2 separate regions of the Lactuca sativa genome follow, and region 2 is linked to region 1. A link is a contact called in public Hi-C data. All regions are on one chromosome and are shown on one strand. Each heading gives the region's core, a stretch centred on a gene start, on an enhancer-like site or on the middle of the called end of the contact. The rest is flanking DNA. Distances are from core to core; before and after follow the strand shown.

Region 1 (4,284 bases), core at 1,032-3,531:
ATTTCCAACCTCCGGTTTGGGTTTTTTTGAGAAATCTATACATATGAACAGGAGATAATGCTTGATAAATGTGAGGATTCCAATGAAGAATATTGTATAATCCGATTGAACTTATGCATAAGAGCCATAACACGACAATAGGAGCAAATAAAAACCCGACCCGGTGGGTCCCATAATGTTGTAGGGCGAATAGTGCGATTAATATGATACATGCCACAGGGACTTCTACATCTGCAACAATAAGTTTTTTTGTATATAAAATGTAAATCTAATGGTAAAATATAGGTCGTTATTTGTATATTATTAATCGAATTTCGAGGTGTATGAAAACTGAAAAGGGTTTTGTATTTTGTAACAAACAAAGCCCAATAACATGTCAACCCGAAATATAAAAGTCACCCAATTGTGAATTAATCCAAGTGGGACAAGTTGTTATTGTAGTTTATTATTCGACACATACAAAAGTGCAAAACATTGATATTAGATGAAACCTAGGATTTTTTAGTAACTTCTTCCCATTTAAAAGGAGGGTTTATTTATCTTGTTTTATTTTACAAGTTTTATAATAACATGGCATTTTTTGATGTTTTTAATCGGAAATTTTAACTTTTTTCACTCGTAAGTTGTTGTAAATTGGGGATATGTGCAGGCTTATGAGTTGTAGCATTTTTTTTACTCATGATAAAATCAAGAAAGTAAAGACAAGAGATTTTTGTTTTGAGAACCTAGGATAAAAAGATTACGAGGTATCTTAAATCTTAAAATCTTAAAATCTTAAATCTTAAATCTTACATTTGTGATGCTCTTTTGCCATTGCAAGTTCCACCCCAGAAACGGCTGAAAAGACTGCAAAATCATCATAAAAATTGAATCGATTTAGCGTAAAGAAAAAACAAACAACTTTTTGGACATAAATTTCGTAGATTTATTACCAAAAAGAAACAAATATCAATCGTAAAAACAAAGATCGACACCTAAAGAACGCTAATTTTGCGATTTTGTCCTCAAAAAATGATCTTGAAGAATTGGGGAAACCATAGATTGGGAAAATAACAATTAACAAGAATCGATCTTTAAAGAACCCTAATTAGATAGAAATCAAATCAAACGAATGATGCGATTGAATCTAACCTGAAAGGGCAGGAGTAAGAACACCATCTCCAATCACCATACAAGCTCCAACAAGAGCCAACACAAGCAAAAACTTCTGCAAAACTCCATGTTTCTCAAGAGTAGATTTAAGTCTTGACCCGAAAGAACTCAGGGCTAAATTAGGTATTTCCTTTTTGTAGCTTGAGAGTTCTTCATCAGCTAATTGACAATTAGGCAATGAACTCACTCTAGCATGTCTACAAAGCAACGAATACAGAGCAAATGTGCCTCCTTCGCCATTATCATCAGCTTTGAGCACAATGAACACGTATTTCAACAAAGGGACTAAAGTAAGAGTCCAGAAAATGAAAGAAAGGGCTCCAAATATTTCTTCATTAGTCTCTGAGTGTTTAATATCTTCTGCAAAAGTGCTTTTAAACACATATAATGGAGATGTGCTTAAATCTCCATAAACAACACCCAAGCTTTGATACGCCAATGTCAAAACCGCTCTCCATGACTGTTTCTGTAAAAAATCAGAAGAAAACAACACAAAAATTTCAAATGGGTGTATTCGAAGAACCCCTAAATCAAACAAATTATACAAATACCCAATCTTACCCTTAGATGATTTTGACGAGACCCAGTTTCCAGATCCATGGTAAGTCGCTTCAAATCGCCAACGATTCAGGTATTAATTTGATAAGCCGAAGACCCATTTAGGAAAAAATAATCAAATTGAGTTGAAACAGCGATTTAATGGCTAAATCTCGATTGAAAAGGCGGAACTGAGGAGTTCTAATAATTAATTAACTAAAATGGGAAGAAACCACCCACCCTAGTAAAGAACATTGAATAAAATAGTCTGAAGTTGGTAAAGAAACACCAATTCACAACAATGGATGGAGAAAATTGTTTGTTTAATGTGAGAAAAGTGTTGAGATAGCAGTTGAACTAACAGCAAAGACGAAAAGTTACAAAAGAAGTGCGTAATTGGGGCATAATAACTGTATTTTAATACAATTGCGTGTAAGATGGGTTTCGATTTAGAGAGAGAAAACCGATAAGCGAAGAAGAAGAAGAAGGAGATATGTAGTGAATTTTCTTTCGCATTTGGGAATTTATCAGTAAACTTGATTGGTGTTTCTAGATTTTTCTACTTGATCTTTCGTGGCTGCATGTTTCTACCAACGTTTTGACACAAAATTCGTCTTCACACGTAATAAAGATTCAAAGTTACTCAAAGTAGGTCAAAGTGTCAAATCCTTGTTATGGGTCACGTTTACATTTGAAAATGAGAAAAAAAAAATCTTGTAAAAATATTTGCTTTTACTTATATAAAAAAAAAAAACAATTTTTTTTTGTTTACTTGCTTTTATAAAAACTATTGGTGTTTTGAAAATCTTGTAATTTAATAATATAATCTTTTCACGAGAAAACCATTATTTTAACATTTGTATAATATAAAGAGTTATATTCTTTGATAAAGCAAATCAGTGTGAAACTTCGATGCAAAGAGAAAATATATTTATTTTAATATATTTAAGATCTGAAATTATTCTTGTTTTTTATGTCGATAAAGTCCAAATCAGTAACTTTTGAAACATAAATAGTTTGTCTAAAAATTATATAAATAAAGATATTGTTTTTTAATAAAAAACTGAAAATATAATGACTTATATATGGAATCGTCTCTAAAAACAAAATATATATAGTTATAAAATGATAAATTGTATCAGCTAAACAATCCAAAAAAAAACTTAATTGTTCCAATATGGGGATCAACTGTACAACATTAGGAAGGAAGAATAATAACTAGTCTCGTTAGCATTCTTAATAACTAATTCAAAAAGGTAAATAATAAATAAATTAACTAAGTTTAAAAAGTAAATAAATTTAAAAATTGAAGTTCCCTTTTGAACGTGAGAAATTTAAAGAAATCGCATGAAACCATGAATTTGTGTTTAGTTAACTCAAAATTTCATATGTGTCGATATCAAGACCAAAAAAAATCTTTGAAACTATATTGGAATTCTAGACTCTTGTATTCCTTGTTTTTTGTGAATGTGTACAAATAAAGATTATTGGTTTTAAATAATTTATAAATTATAAATAAGAACTATACATTGTATATTCCTACTTGATATTATAGCTCAAATTTGGATATCGGAAATCACTTTTTTTCTACTATAAGACCATGAGGTATACTCCTCAGGCCATTTATCTCCCCCTTGCCACCATCTTCTTGTTGGTGTAACTGCAACATGAGCCATCTTCAGGAAGAAGAGAGATGAATAGGGAAAAGAAAAGAGAGGAAGAAGGAAATTGGTTGGAGAAAACTCACACACACTCTTCCCTATTGGGTAATGCGGCTAATGCCTCAAGCTTCTTCCTCATTCGTCGGTTGCTTACCGTGTCACACACCATGAAATGCCACGGCCGTGACACCAATGACGGTGTGCACGACTGTAACATGGTCATGGGAGGAGCTCATGACATGTATATTGTAGGGAATTTAATAAAAATTATGTATTTTTATTTGACTTTGGACACACACACACACACACACACACATATATATATATATATATATATATATATATATATATATATATATATATATATATATATTATTTTATTAGCCCGTAGTGGGTTGTGTTCTCCTCCGTGAGAGCTTCGAAACGATATATGTTTTGTCTAAAACGAAAAACATGTGAATGAGATATTGATGTTCAAAGATGAGTATTTGGAAATAAAGTTAGCAAATAAAATTGGTGGGAGAATGTGTCACAAATAGGAAAAATGAACAAACTCTTAGTGAGTTTATAAACATAAATGTGTAATAGGTTTACAAGCTCTTATGTATGGTTTTACTCCAACATATATGCTCGCAGGTGGTGCAAATCATGGATTTTATGGACAAAAATGTAACGAACTCGTATGCGGACACAACCTGCAGACACCAATGCAACTCCAAAATTCTGGGCTCGCACAAGCCACAATTTTGGTGCATAATTAAATCATTCAATTTCTATAAAGAGATCTTTGTTTCTCATTATTATACACCTGATCGAATATTCAATTCTCTTTCTTTCTTTCTGCATATAATTTTCGACGATCTTTCCGACAGTATATATGTAACGTCCAAAAAATATTAAGTGAAAAATTCATTTTTTTAACCAGAAAAACCAT
Region 2 (4,349 bases), core at 1,606-4,105, 380 kb after region 1:
CCTAAAGCCCATCTAATTACTTTGGTCCATTAACTTGTTCTTGGATGGCCCACCAATAGTCCAATCGCCACAGCACAATAACAAGGCCCAATTTAAGGCCCGAGTGAGATTAGGGCTTTCACATGAAATGATGATTAGGGTTAAGTGTTTCTTACTTAACCTATTAAGGACTTAATCCATTAAGTCCATTATTGGCTTAAGCTAGTTTGACAATGATTATTAATTATTATTTAGGTTTAATAATTAATTCTCGTCTGTGTCCCAAACGATTCCCATAATTAGGGTTTTATTGGCATTATGGTTTTTCCAACCCAAATACTAACCCATTTATCAATTTGTTGGGGGCTTTAGGTCAATTAGGGTCCATTAGACCCATTAGGGTTTTCACTTAGCCCATTAGGCTTCATTGGGCCCATTAGGGCTTACAAGGCCCATTAGGGTTTTCACTCAGCCTATTAGGATTCATTGGGCCTATTAGGGTTTTAGTCCCTTGTCCAAACGTCCCAAATTAGTCACGGTCCAACAAGGCACACCGCCACCCGACACTGCGGCCGGTGGCGAAAACCACCACCCAACAGTGGTGGTTTGAGTTTCTTTTCATTATTTTTCTTTCCAGTTACATTTTACAATGCTAAAGGCCCAAATAATCACACACACACACACTAATACAAACACACATAGACGACAACCTAATAACGGCCGGCGGCGACACATGGTAGCAGTTACCACCTCACGGTGGTGGCGGTGGCTCTTCCCGAGGATTCTGACTAAACAAAACACTTCCACAGAAAACACACCCACATATAAGTCTTGGCCAGAACAGGAGCACCTCCACCCTCTTAGTGGCGACAGGAGTGGTCTTGCGACAACAGCCGCCACCTCACGGTGGTGGCAACGGTTCCTTGTTTCCCAGCCAAGTAAACACCACACATACTTGCAAATACAATCTGAAGACCGAAGCATTCCCTAACTCAACCACTATAAGTGGCATGCGATGACCGGAACCCAAAAACGATGGCCAAGACCCACCGTTGATCTCAGCCGACGTTCACGACGTCAGGCCACCAAAAGAACGAAGAAGAAGGTGTAAGTGAGAAGCGATTATCCCACTGAAAGCTCTCTGGTGGCTCACGAATCTCACGTGACAAACGCCACCGATATTCCTCAATTTCGATGATTTTCCGGTGCACATGAAGTCTCTGGTAGTGAAGCTGTTGAGCCGTTAGACGACGAAGGAGCGATGTTTCTAGTGGTTTACGGTTCCACAAGGATGACAGCTTCTCTAAACTCTAACCATTGCTGCTTCGTTCGACCGGTCTCAGAGGTCTGCTATGTACAACTCGAAGCCCGATCTCGTTTGGTCCTTGTCGCTCACAGTGTCGCCGGCAGCAGATGACGATCTGGTTTGATCGAAATCGTAAGTATAAGGGAGGTGGCAGCTGGGGAGTCACAAGGTGAAGAGGGTGACAACTCAATCCACGAACGCTAGGGTTAGGGTTACAAAGGTGGTAAGCTTATATACCGGGTGCCTTAAAGCATATCCCCATATTAACATAATTGAACCTCATTCCTTTTTTTCTTTCAAATGAGTCCAAAATTTACAATTTAAACCCTGAATATTAAAATTCATTACAACTTTGGTATGGAAATTACCAAACAACCCCCTATCTTCCATAATTTCTTCAAATGAAGTCCCATAAATTACCAATTACTCCCTGCTTTCATAAATACTTACAAAACTAGTTTGGAACTTACACTTTTAACCCTCAACTTCTAAAATTCTTCACAAATCAGTCTGGGACTTACATTTATTATTTTATTTAAATAAACGGAGCGTTACATAGGTCCTATTTTATCTTACTTTTAGTACATAGATGATGTGATTTTTGTAAATTGTGACTCTCTAATGCTTTAAATCTTACTCGTATATTAATATGCTTTTATTTGGCATCAAAGACTAAATGTGAATTTCTAGATATCCATAATCATGGAATTTGGGTCTTTGACGATCAATTTCGACAAGATGGGAGGAAAATTTAACTTCATAACCGGCTCCTTTCCTTTCATATATCCCAGGCTTTCGAGTGGATCTTTTATGACCAAGTGTTCAAATTGATCATAGGTTGTCATGAAACTTGAATCTAAGCTTTTATGTGGAAGGCTTCTTCCTTATTTGTTGTTGAGAGAATTCTCTTATGCGAATCGGTCTTGGGTACTCTTGATGTTTATTCCTTTTCTTTATATAAAGTCTTCGAGGAAATCTTAAAAACAATAAAGAGTATATGTGGCAATTTCTTGTAGGGTAAAACTAATGATATGAGAAATATCTCATGGATTTATTTGAGTGATGTTATGGCAGACAAAGACAATGGTAGTCTTGGAGTTAATTGTATGGAAACCCAAAACATTGCTTTTTGTGGAAAATGTTGGTAGAGACTTAAGACTAATAGAGAAACTTTGTGGAATTGGGTGATATTCTCCATTCATGGGGGCTCTGGGAATGCTAATTATGATATATTTTTTTAGGGTGCTGATATTTCCAAGACAGTTTTTGATACATCCACGAAATTACAAGGAAAATGACAACTATGCCCCTTAGAATGTAATTAAATAATTAATTGTTTTAAAGGTTAATCAACCGTCTCTCAATAATCGGAGCACTTAGGCACTTACTAAAAAAAACAATTCTTTTATCAAATCTCTTAATCTCCCACCTAAATTGAAAAACACGAGAAAGCTCTCAATCTCCATTATCAGCCATGGGGTTTTAATATAGAAGAGGTGACGACATCCACTTGAGATCTACACATCGCTTTACGAGGTTGTAAACAATCGTCGTTGACAACCCTTTGTTTATGCTTGTGTATGCCGTTGTCGGCTATATTACGAAGCTTCATGAGACTGTAACAGTAGCCGGAGAAATTCTTTCAGGTGGTTCAATATACATTCGTAGAGGAACAAAAGGAAGGAAAGAAAATGCACCTAAACAGATTCTCGGAGACAATCTTTCCTTTTTCACTCGGAACAATTTCTTAGTGTTGGGTAAAGGAGAAATAATCACATAATTCATCACCAGAATATGAATTTCTTCGAGTTTATGATGGTTTTCTTTTCAATGTAATCTTCGATTTGATGTAATTTGCAATAGGTTTGAAATTGAATCCGAGCAGAGGGCAAATACATTGGTCACGTTTTGCACTTGTATCAGCCTCACAAGTGTAGGCCTCATGCTTACCATCACCGTTCCATACGTCGACGATAACCAGTTCCCCTTCATCGTTTTCAGCCCATCGGTGTAAGTTTTCTTTCCCTCTTCATAACTATCTTCATTTTTCTGTACAGACAATCTGAAATGAGGAATTGGAACAGCGGAGGGTATTCAGTGAGAATGCTGGTGGTGGAATACATGACTCTGTCGGAGATTGTGGTTCAACGGGACGATCAACAAGTTGAGTAGAGTTGGAAGGAGTTGCAAGCTAAAGATTGTCGTAAACAAGAATCAGAGATTTGTGGTAGATTGTGGTGAAGATTGCAACATCGGAGAAGGACCAACATGGACGTATTATACTTTAATTGTTTTGCTACAAATTATCCCGTTCCTTTGAATAATTAATTATATTCTAAATATATATTATGGGCATAATTGCCATTTTATTTAAAATTCAGTGGGTGTATCAAAAAGATCCGTGAAAATATCACCTCCCATTTTTTTACTAAGAAAGTTGTTTCCCGATAAATTTGATCAATCTGCTACAACTTCTCTTAGGCAAGCTATTGAATCAACTCTTTAATCCAACAATAGAGGTTTTAAGACGATAATATGGATCAAGTCCGTTCCAAGTATATTACTTTAGTTTGGAAATTTTAGCACTTGAAGCTACCTACTCGATCCAATATGGTACACCGTAAAATATGAGGGGTTTTCATATATATATATATATATATATATATATATATATATATATATATATATATATATATATATATATATATATATATATATATATATATATATATATATATATATATATATATATATATATATATATATATATATATATATATATCAGTGTTGTAAAAATCGGTCTAGGCGGCCGATTAATTGGGGCTTAATCGCTAGGCGGTCTTCAACCGAATAGGATTAAGGCTAATCGGTTGGCTTAATCGGTTTTGGTCAAAGGGGTCAAAGTCGGAGCTAGACGGTTCTAATCGGTTCTAGGCGGGTCCTAATCGGTCCTAGGCGGCCTAATCGGCTAAATTTCAATTTTTCAAATTTTTAAATATTAAACCAAAATTTTCAAAATTTCAAAAGTTCATAATATTTTAATGTTCAACTAATATATAAAAAA

What was found. Hi-C and Micro-C count contacts between places; a contact is called where the count stands out from the background.
Region 2: a contact with region 1 is called in a Hi-C map of leaf, with 10 times the contacts expected there. The contact joins the promoter of LOC111884214 here to the promoter of LOC111884218 in region 1. A contact is called at or near these places in 2 of 4 Hi-C or Micro-C datasets (both in leaf).

What each region holds. Positions count from the first base shown.
Region 1 is chr8:307,811,962-307,816,245 of Lsat_Salinas_v11, forward strand. LOC111884218 (potassium transporter 6) reads right to left here and starts at 2,282. Exons shown (of 8, transcript XM_023880535.3): 1 at 1,714-2,282; 2 at 1,132-1,618; 3 at 793-846; 4 at 1-231. The coding sequence starts at 1,752.
Region 2 is chr8:308,189,176-308,193,524 of Lsat_Salinas_v11, forward strand. It overlaps LOC111884214 (protein COFACTOR ASSEMBLY OF COMPLEX C SUBUNIT B CCB1, chloroplastic), which reads left to right and starts at 2,856. Exons shown (of 3, transcript XM_023880531.1): 1 at 2,856-3,037; 2 at 3,149-3,295; 3 at 3,343-3,457. The coding sequence starts at 2,856. The coding sequence ends at 3,457.